Linked DNA regions of Columba livia: region 1 is linked to region 2. Evidence: chromatin contacts called from public Hi-C data. All regions are on one chromosome and are shown on one strand. Each heading gives the region's core, a stretch centred on a gene start, on an enhancer-like site or on the middle of the called end of the contact. The rest is flanking DNA. Distances are from core to core; before and after follow the strand shown.

Region 1 (4,350 bases), core at 927-3,426, 200 kb after region 2:
GGTACTGGCTGAAATGAAGGTTGGAATTCAAAGCGTCATGGAGCTGTGCTCGTATGGCAGCACCGTGAGTCTCTGGTGCTTCCAAACCAAGTCCTGGCACTACCAAAAACTTCCCCACTTTTCCATATGTTTAAGAATATCCTTCTCATTCTTCTTTTCTCTTTGCTTTTTCATAGTGAGTGTTGAAAAAGTGGAGTTAAAGGGACTGGCACACAAGAAGAATGAAAGAAATGTTGAATATTCCTTTGAGGTAAGTTTTGGTGATTGGGGTTTTTTTGTTTTCTGCTATAAAAGAAGGGAGGATAATAATTAAGGAGGAGTTTAAAGGAATTCTCAAACTGTGTTGTTAGATCCCAGAAGCTGGTCTAGTGCAGCTCCTTGTGGATAGGTGCTGGTCAGATTTTGTAATCAATGATTTGGAAGTAGCCTTACATTGCTCTTGAGGAACTTCTGTGGATGATGCAGAGTGGGACAGAGGCAAAATAAAAATATTCACTCGTTTTGACAATTTATATATTTAGGGGAAAATATTATGCCACGCTTACAGAATGGGCATCTATGTGCTGGAGTGCAGAAAACAGACAAAATTTAAGTCTTCGTCTGGAGAAACAAGGGAATTTAGATTCCCAAGGCAGTGCTGCACGTATGGGAAAAGAGGCAGGATGGTCATTGAGCACTGAGGGGAGAGCGGGACTGCGGGAGATGGTTCAGGTGTTACTGGTTTTAATGGGGGTGTTGGAGAGTCCAGAAAATAGCTACGGAAATTATTAAGGTTTGAGGAAAACGCTGCATATTTGGAGACCATGGCTAAAAGGTTACTGGAGTATCATAAAAGCGCTTTCAAAGGGAAGACAATATTTTACGGTAAAGGGGGTTTTAATCTAGCAGAAAAAAACCCCATAACAGGAACCGTTGTCTGAAAATCGGAGCCAGACAAATGAAAAGTGGAAGCGAGAAGAGTTTGTGGAGGGTGGTTCACCACGGGATGCAGGAGAAGCAGCTCTGCCCCCTGGTTTTACGCAGCTTTTGAGGTTTGGTCATTGCTACAATTTCGGAGGGACAACTCTGTTCAATGAAACCTCGTGTGAATAGCGGAGACCGGAGGAAGACGGACAAACTGCTTTCCTCCCATCTCGTTGGAACAGTGGATTCCAAAATGCAGAATGCAAAGCCCATGTGTCGTCTTTGCTTTGCTTAGTGAGGCAACGGAGCCAAACGGTGAGAAAAGGAGAACCCGAAAGAAAATAAATGGTTGAACTTAAATTATGTACAACTTTAAAAAAAAAAGGCAGTTTTTCTTTCCAGCTACCACCCAATGAATAACGTTCTGAATTTTCTGAATCCCATGATTGTTCCAAATGTCATCAGTATTAGAAAGGATATTTTCCAGGGCTTTCAAAAGTCTTTATGAAGTATGCAGACTCCGGTTACATATTAGCATCTTGTGAAACATCTTTTCCTATTATAATTTTCTATAAATACCAGAAATTACTTTTACCGGTATTTCACTTGACGGCCTGGAACTGAAAGAACAATATATAGTTTTAACTGAGCTAATAAAGTGCTGTTTGCTGGGTTAGAAACCCCAACTATTAAACATTTGGTGTAGTAGCTTGGGAATAGAAGGTCAATAGAAAGAGCTGTTGAGTGTTTTCAGCATCGCTTGGCAATGCTGTAGTTCCCTGCATTTATTGTCTTATAAGTATTGAAAGTCAGCATAAGTGAGCAAAATCTAACTCGTAACAAATGTTACTACAAAACTAGGAAGAGAAATTTCTCCTATATTTTGTAAATTTTTTTATTAATCTAAAAATGTATTAATTTATCACAAACTTAAAAAGATACAAAAACCAAACTCACGGGCTTTGTAAAACCAGGAACTGCTCAAGTTCTCTTCTTTTCTTCCCTCCTCCCCCCTTACTTTTTGTGTAACAGCTCTGCAGAGAGGAAATTCCACCATTATGTAATGTATTTTGAAATCCGCTCCTCTCACCAGTCTTTTTGGCAGCATTTTGATGGCTGGAAAAACCTTGTGTATGTTTCCAGTTGTCATTGAAACTGGTGTCATGTGAGAAGATGGACTCCTGGTTCTTAAATACATAAATCCAGCTTCTTCCCCTATAGAACTGCAGAGGATCTGTCTGCTTGGAATCGATATTTTAAGTCCGAAGGGACTTAACGTTCACCAGTCTCGTGCCGATCTCCGTAGCGCCAAGAAATCCTGACTTTTGGCTCAGTTAAACTAATCACTTACCAACCAATCAATGCCTCTGTATCTAAGAATGTAATGACTTAATGCAGAAAGCATATGGGAAGAGATACTGTACTATTTCTTTTTTCTAGGGCATGTACAAGATGGTGCCTAAAGCGCGTAGCTAGAGCAGAAACCACAGGTTTCATTTCAAAGGTTTTGCCCTTTTTTTCCTTGCAATGGGGTGATTTGCTGCCGCCTTCAACTTTGGCACATGGAGTTGATTAGTTATAAACAGGCACCGTTGTGCTGGGGCGAGTTATTCGTGTTGTACATCAGATTCTACAAACCAGCTGTTTTCTTTAAGAAAAACAAGAGAAAATTCTTTAACAAAAAATTTCCATTACTTAGTAGCCTGTTTCTTAATACTGGATGTCTGCAGCGCGAGGGCTGTGGAAACTCTCAAGTGCTTTTTTAAGCGTTCAGAAGTTATTAAGTAAAATAACAGCAAGAATCAGGCAGGGAGGGAGGACTGAGTAATAGTGACTTGTGCACAAAAATAGTTTTTCCTTGTTGATGTCACACTTCACAAACTTCCTTGAAGTTTGTGAGGAACATTTGATATTAATTATTGATGTTTTAGAACCAAATCCCTGACTATTAGTTACTAAACTGAACACTCTTTACTCCCTTAGGTCCTGTGGTCTGATTCTTCAGTGACAACGGTAACCAAATCTTCCACTGAAGTGACTGAATTTATTTCAAAGGTAAAGGCAATATGAAAAATATTGGAGAGATGTTTTGTCCCTCTTTGTAATTGTGTTTGTTTTTCAAAACATACTGAGATAATACAGATAGATTGAATTTCATAAAATGTTTGACTTGTAAATTGCTGTTCCTTGAATCTCGTATGAGTAACAAGTCTTCTTTTCATTTATTATTTGTAATATGCTCCACTTTTAGCTGTCTCAGCTGTATCCAGAGGAAAACTTGGAGAAATTCATTCCTTGCCTTGCTGGTCCAGATTCATTTTACCTGGAACGGAACCACATGGACCTGGAATCGGACCTTAGGTGTGCTGGCCTTTCTGTTATTGTGGGGTTTTTGTCTTGACACTTGGCTTTTTTCACCAGCCGGAGGAAACAAACAGGAAACATAAATACTATGTTCATATTCTAAATTACTTTCAAGAAATAAGAGCCTGATCCCTAAGCATTATTTCTTGATGTTCGACTAATTCCAGTGCATCAGAATTTTTCAGGAATTCTTTCTTCAGCAATACATATGGTAGTAATATCCTGTATTAAGCTTCCTGGAGAACTGACATTTCCTGATCCCTTGTTCAAAACAGGATCATTGGCTTTGCAGAACCTCAAAAAAATAGCCAAAACTGCTTGAAAAACCCCAAAACTCAGGAAAGAATAGTTGCATGTGTAGTCATCCTTCTGGATTGAGGGATGGGTTGTGGGGATTTTTTCCCCCCTACCCTTTCACAGAGTTTTTAATTGTCTCCGTTGTTTTAGGTTGGCGTGGTATTATTTTAATTTAAAAAAGCTAAGTATGTATATATTCTACCATTACGTTTTTGGAGGCCATTAACAGCTAAGAAATTTTGGAAGCCTTAAGTAGTACCTCCTCACATTATCACAAATCTCCCAGCCATTATCTAATCTAAACCACCATTTTTAAATTCATCTTCTGTGGCAAGTCACGTCAGTTCTCTCTTTCTAAATACTGAAATAGTTTTGCTGGGAAGATTTGAGGGACTAAAAGTATTTTCACCTACTCTTGTCTTTATACAAAGTATTAAATTACTTTCAAAAAATACTAATTAACTGTTTCTAAACGCCTATTTTCCCTAAGTGAAGCCAGACTTTTGTCCGCCGTTGGCAGAACCGCGGTGGATGTTGGTTTTCCATCACCAGGGCCAGCAGGTGCACACTGAGATTATTTTTCATGGCAAACAGCGTTAATATTTCAAACATTCCCTTCTGTGCTCTGAGGATCGCGAGCTCGCTGCCGAGAATCGGGGAGGGGAAGAGAAAACGCGCGTTGCCGCTGTCGAGCTGGCAACAGTCGCTATAAATGTAGGTTAATAGAGCAGCGATCTGCGTTTATACAGCAGAGCAGAGAAAGGAGCTGCTTTGAGCACTACGGAT
Region 2 (4,454 bases), core at 1,901-4,400:
ACCTGTCAACTAAACTCCTCCTTCTGTGGTGTAATTGGTCTTGATAAAACTGACCGTTGATCTGATGTGTGGTGTAACTCAAGAGTTTCACGTTTAGTGGTTGTGGCTACAAAAATCTTAAAAAAAAAACTTTGAGTAAAATAAATTATAAAAATTGGGTAATCAGGTGAAATAAGCATTCATTTCTGTCTCACTGCTTAGCCCTGCTTAGAGTCTAGATATCGTGTAGATCCCTAGAATTCATTCCAACAAGTTTCCACTTCTTTTGATGGGAACAGTAGATTACATTCCTGGTTAAGGAATTCCCTCCTAGGATAATTGCAGGCAATACTTCCCCAGAGGGCCTCTCAAACTGGCGTTTGAGCTGAGAAGCTCTTGTTTTAGTGTAGCTGAGGTGTTTGCTGAAGAAATGGCTTATTTGATTCCAGAGGCTGTCTTATTTTGATCAAGGCAGCTCTCCCGATAAATGGTTAAGAACATAGACATTACTTGTAACAAATGGCCAATTTACTTCTGATATCGGTAATTATTTGTCTTTCTGACAAATAATTCTTTCCGCCTTTCTTTTTGATGTGACAAACTTGAAGTGCCTGAGTATTAGCATATGGAGAACTGATTGTATAATCAAATAGTCTTCAAAGATTCTGCAGAATAACTTGGGGGCCTGAGGAGAGTTAATGTCCGTGCTCAGAACCCATAATAATACTTGGCATTTGGGAAGTGCTTTGAAGATATAAAGCACTATACGAACACACCCTAACACCGTGACTGTAAAGTAGGTTTTTTCTCAGTAATACAAATGGAGAAACAGTTGCAGAATTAATTCAGATTCATTTGCAAGACACTCAAGTATGTTGTTGACTTTAACTGTGGCAGTTCAGCAGCTGCTGCTCCATCCCAAGGTTTCCAAGTGGAAATGCTGTCAAATCTGAGACCAAAGTCTGCAAATTCTTAGTTGTAAATTTCTTAAGAAATTTCCTTTGGAAGGATTGGGTGCAGAGAGAAGAAGATAACTCGGTCCCATTCTTGTGAGAGTTAAAGGAAACTTCTGTGAAATAGGTTAATATCAGGTGTAAAATGCTAATTATCAAGCAGTTAATATATTTGCCTTAAGGTAAGAACTTAGTCCAGAGCATTGGTGAAGTAAATCCATTGATGAATGATTTTGTACAACCGAATTCGAGCATTCATCTGAAAATACCTGAAGAATACTTCTGATTTCAATTCCAATCCCAATCCTGTCTGCTGGATCCTGGTGTCATGAAGGAACACAGAGACAATCCCATGTGTTGTAGGTACCTGGTTTTTTGTTTTCTGATTTTTATGGCCATGTGAATGTTTTGCCTGGGATAAAGCATGAAATACACTAACAAGTAAGTGTTGGTAAATATCAGTTTGAGAAATAATCAGTTTAGATTGCAGCTGTAAGGTAAAGCTAGAAAGCTAAAGAAAGGCTTTGGGTGTTTCAGGAAAATTGTGTGATAAATATGTGTTGCTGTTTATTTTGAATCAATTTCCATAGTCTTTGCCATCTCTTCAGGCTCCCATTTCTCTTTGAAAACTAGGAAATAATGTGCTCGGTGCAAAGGTAATTTTTGTCTAAGCATTTTTCCTAAATATAGGAATATTATAGCCACGAAGAAGCTGTGAGCACAGTTTGAAGCCCCTGAGCCAGCAGCCACTAGGTGTCAGGTTCTGATCAGCACTGCAAGGATTCCTGTGATGGCTGGGAGTGGTGGTGATGCCAATTACCAGTGCCAGGTACCCTAAAATGTTACTAAAAATGTTATTTTTTTCCCCCAGAATGCAGATCTTGAGTTTCTCTGGGGTATCTTGCAGAAAACCTCCTGACTCACATGTCTGAAGCTTTCAAGGAGGAGGATGGTCTGGGGAAGGAGGACACTGACCTTGTGTTCGACTTGTGGTGTGACACCAACTAATCGCTTGCTGAAAAACAGCTCCTCAAAGGTACCAGTTCCACCTCTCGATGGGAATGATTGTTTCGGAGAATCAGAGCTTTCAGTTTTAGCCTCTGCACCTGTCCCACAAGGACAAGAGGGAATCTGGATTTGCTAAAGAATTGGCTCCTTGGACAGTGTTGTGAATTATCCAAGTAAGTCTCCTTGGATGCAAAACCTTTGCCTTCACCAAGGTAGTGTGGTAGAAGTTGTTCATTTTGCCTGCGTGCTTGCCAGATCGGTGAATTTAATATTTTTCTTTTGCAAAAAAGTCTTTTTGGCGATCTTGGCATGTGCAGTGACAGGCGGTGCCTCTGCAGAAACGCAGGTGATGCAGTGATGGGGCCTTGGCCTGGGCTGGAGTGAATGTGTCAAATGGGTCTCGTTAGCTTGGGGAAGAGGAGCCTGAGGGGCGACCTCATTCATGGTGATCAATATGGAAAGGGTGAGTGCCAGGAGGATGGAGCCAGGCTCTTCTTGGTGACAGCCAATGGCAGGACAAGGGGCAATGGGTACAAACTGGAACACAGGAGTTTCCACTTAAATATGAGAAAAAACTTCTTCTCAGTGAGGGTGGCAGATCCTGGCCCAGGCTGCCCAGGGGGGTTGTGGAGTCTCCTTCTCTGCAGACATTCCAACCCGCCTGGACACCTTCCTGTGTAACCTCATCTGGGTGTTCCTGCTCCATGGGGGATTGCACTGGATGAGCTTTCCAGGTCCCTTCCAACCCCTGACATTCTGTGATTCTGTGAAACAGAAGTGTGCTGAAATCAGTGTGCAAGTGTGCTGAAATCAGATGGGGCTGGGGAGGAACTGGGAGTTGCAGGTTTTGCTGAACTTTAGGTTTGGAGACACAGACACATTCTCCTTCATAAGAACACGCAGCCCGCTGTCGGCAGAAGGATGAATGGTAACAAGCCCCCCCCTCTGGCAGCTGCCACCCAAGAGCCCCCCTGTACCCCAGAGGTGTTTGGGGGGCTGCACTGATCCCTTTGTCCCCCCTTTCCCCGCGGGGTCCCTCGGTCCGCAGGAGGTGGATGCGCCGGGGAGGGGGCGGCCAACCCCGCCGCTGCGGGGGTGCCCGAGCAGCCTGGGGCGCTCCACACCCTCCTTCCTCGCCCTTGCCGTCCTCCTCCTCCCGGAAAGGCGGCCGGCCCGCTCCCCGCCTCGGCGGGAGGCGCTCTCCTCACACCGCCCACCGCTGCCGGAACAAAAGGGGGGGCTGCATGGTGGCGGCGGCGCGGCCCGCCCGGCTCCGCGCTCTCTCTCGCTCCGCGCTCCGCCACCATGTCGGGCGGCGGCACCGGCAGCAGCAACGGCGTGAAGAAGAGGAGCCCGGCGGGCTCGGCCTCCTCGCTGGCGCAGGAGGAGGAGAAGCAGGCGATGGAGAAGATGCTGGATGCGGCGGGCGGCGGGGCGCAGGAGAACGGCTGCGCCCGCTCGCCCTGCGCCGAGGGCGAGGGGGTGACCCTGCAGCGCTCCATCACGCTGCTCAACGGCGTGGCCATCATCGTGGGCACCATCATCGGCTCCGGCATCTTCGTTACCCCCACCGGCGTGCTGCGGGAGGCCGGTTCGCCGGGGCTGTCGCTGGTGGTGTGGGCCGTTTGCGGGGCCTTCTCCATCGTGGGTGCTCTGTGCTACGCTGAGCTGGGCACCACCATCACCAAATCTGGCGGGGATTACGCCTACATGCTGGAGGTGTACGGCTCCCTGCCCGCCTTCCTCAAGCTCTGGATAGAGCTGCTCATCATCCGGCCTTCCTCGCAATACATCGTGGCTCTGGTCTTCGCCACATACCTGCTCAAGCCCATCTTCCCCACCTGTCCGGTGCCCGATGAGGCCGCCAAGCTGGTGGCCTGTCTGTGTGTCCGTAAGTACCCGCAGGTTCCTGCTGTCCCACGTGGCTCCCGCTCGCCATCGCCTTCCCCAAAAAGTCCACCCGAACAGCCGGTTGCCTTGAGCCCATTGCTTTGTAGGAGATGCACCATCTCTCCTGTGCTAAACTGGCTGCACACTGGGGTGGGTTTTGGCTGTTTTGAACAGCGTGAGTAGGAAATGTAGCCACATCCCTAATAAATCGAGCAAAACATTTCCAAACTGCCTCTTGTGTGCTAGCTAACCTCTCTGATTTCCAGCAGCGCAGCGAGCAGCGTGTGAGAAATGTAATGTGCATTTTGCCCGTGCGCTGGAATGGGGTTTGTCGTGTTGGGGCAGGGGAAAATCCCCTCGCAGCCCTGCAGTGCTGAGACGCTGCGGAGCCTGGGATGGGCGGTTTTGTGCAGACACAGCTTAGGATAACGTGCAGTTGGGAAATTATCTGTCACAAGCAACCGGTGCTGAACACGGCCTGTGCTGCAGTGCCTGATGTTTTCAGCACCAGTTTTGAGATGAGAGGTTTCTCGGCTGGGTGTGCACGGGTAACATGCTCAAAACCTGTGGGTTTTTTTGCTAGTAAACGCGGTATCTCGTGGGAAGTCGCCTTGCAGAGAAGTT

What was found. A called contact is a pair of places that touch in the nucleus more often than the background predicts.
Region 1: a contact with region 2 is called in a Hi-C map of crop, with 2.3 times the contacts expected there. The contact joins the enhancer-like site here to the promoter of SLC7A5 in region 2. A contact is called at or near these places in 2 of 2 Hi-C or Micro-C datasets (crop and liver).

What each region holds. Positions count from the first base shown.
Region 1 is chr13:7,229,820-7,234,169 of bColLiv1.pat.W.v2, forward strand. ZCCHC14 (zinc finger CCHC-type containing 14) reads left to right here. Exons shown (of 13, transcript XM_021290656.2): 3 at 177-250; 4 at 2,887-2,958; 5 at 3,155-3,264. Among named protein-coding and RNA genes, the nearest start is that of MAP1LC3B, 24 kb to the right of the region's middle. Within about 2 kb of position 2,177, at least 2 of the 3 cell types and tissues checked have an H3K27ac peak away from gene starts, as active enhancers do.
Region 2 is chr13:7,025,200-7,029,653 of bColLiv1.pat.W.v2, forward strand. It overlaps SLC7A5 (solute carrier family 7 member 5), which reads left to right and starts at 3,151. Exons shown (of 10, transcript XM_021290674.2): 1 at 3,151-3,831. The coding sequence starts at 3,246.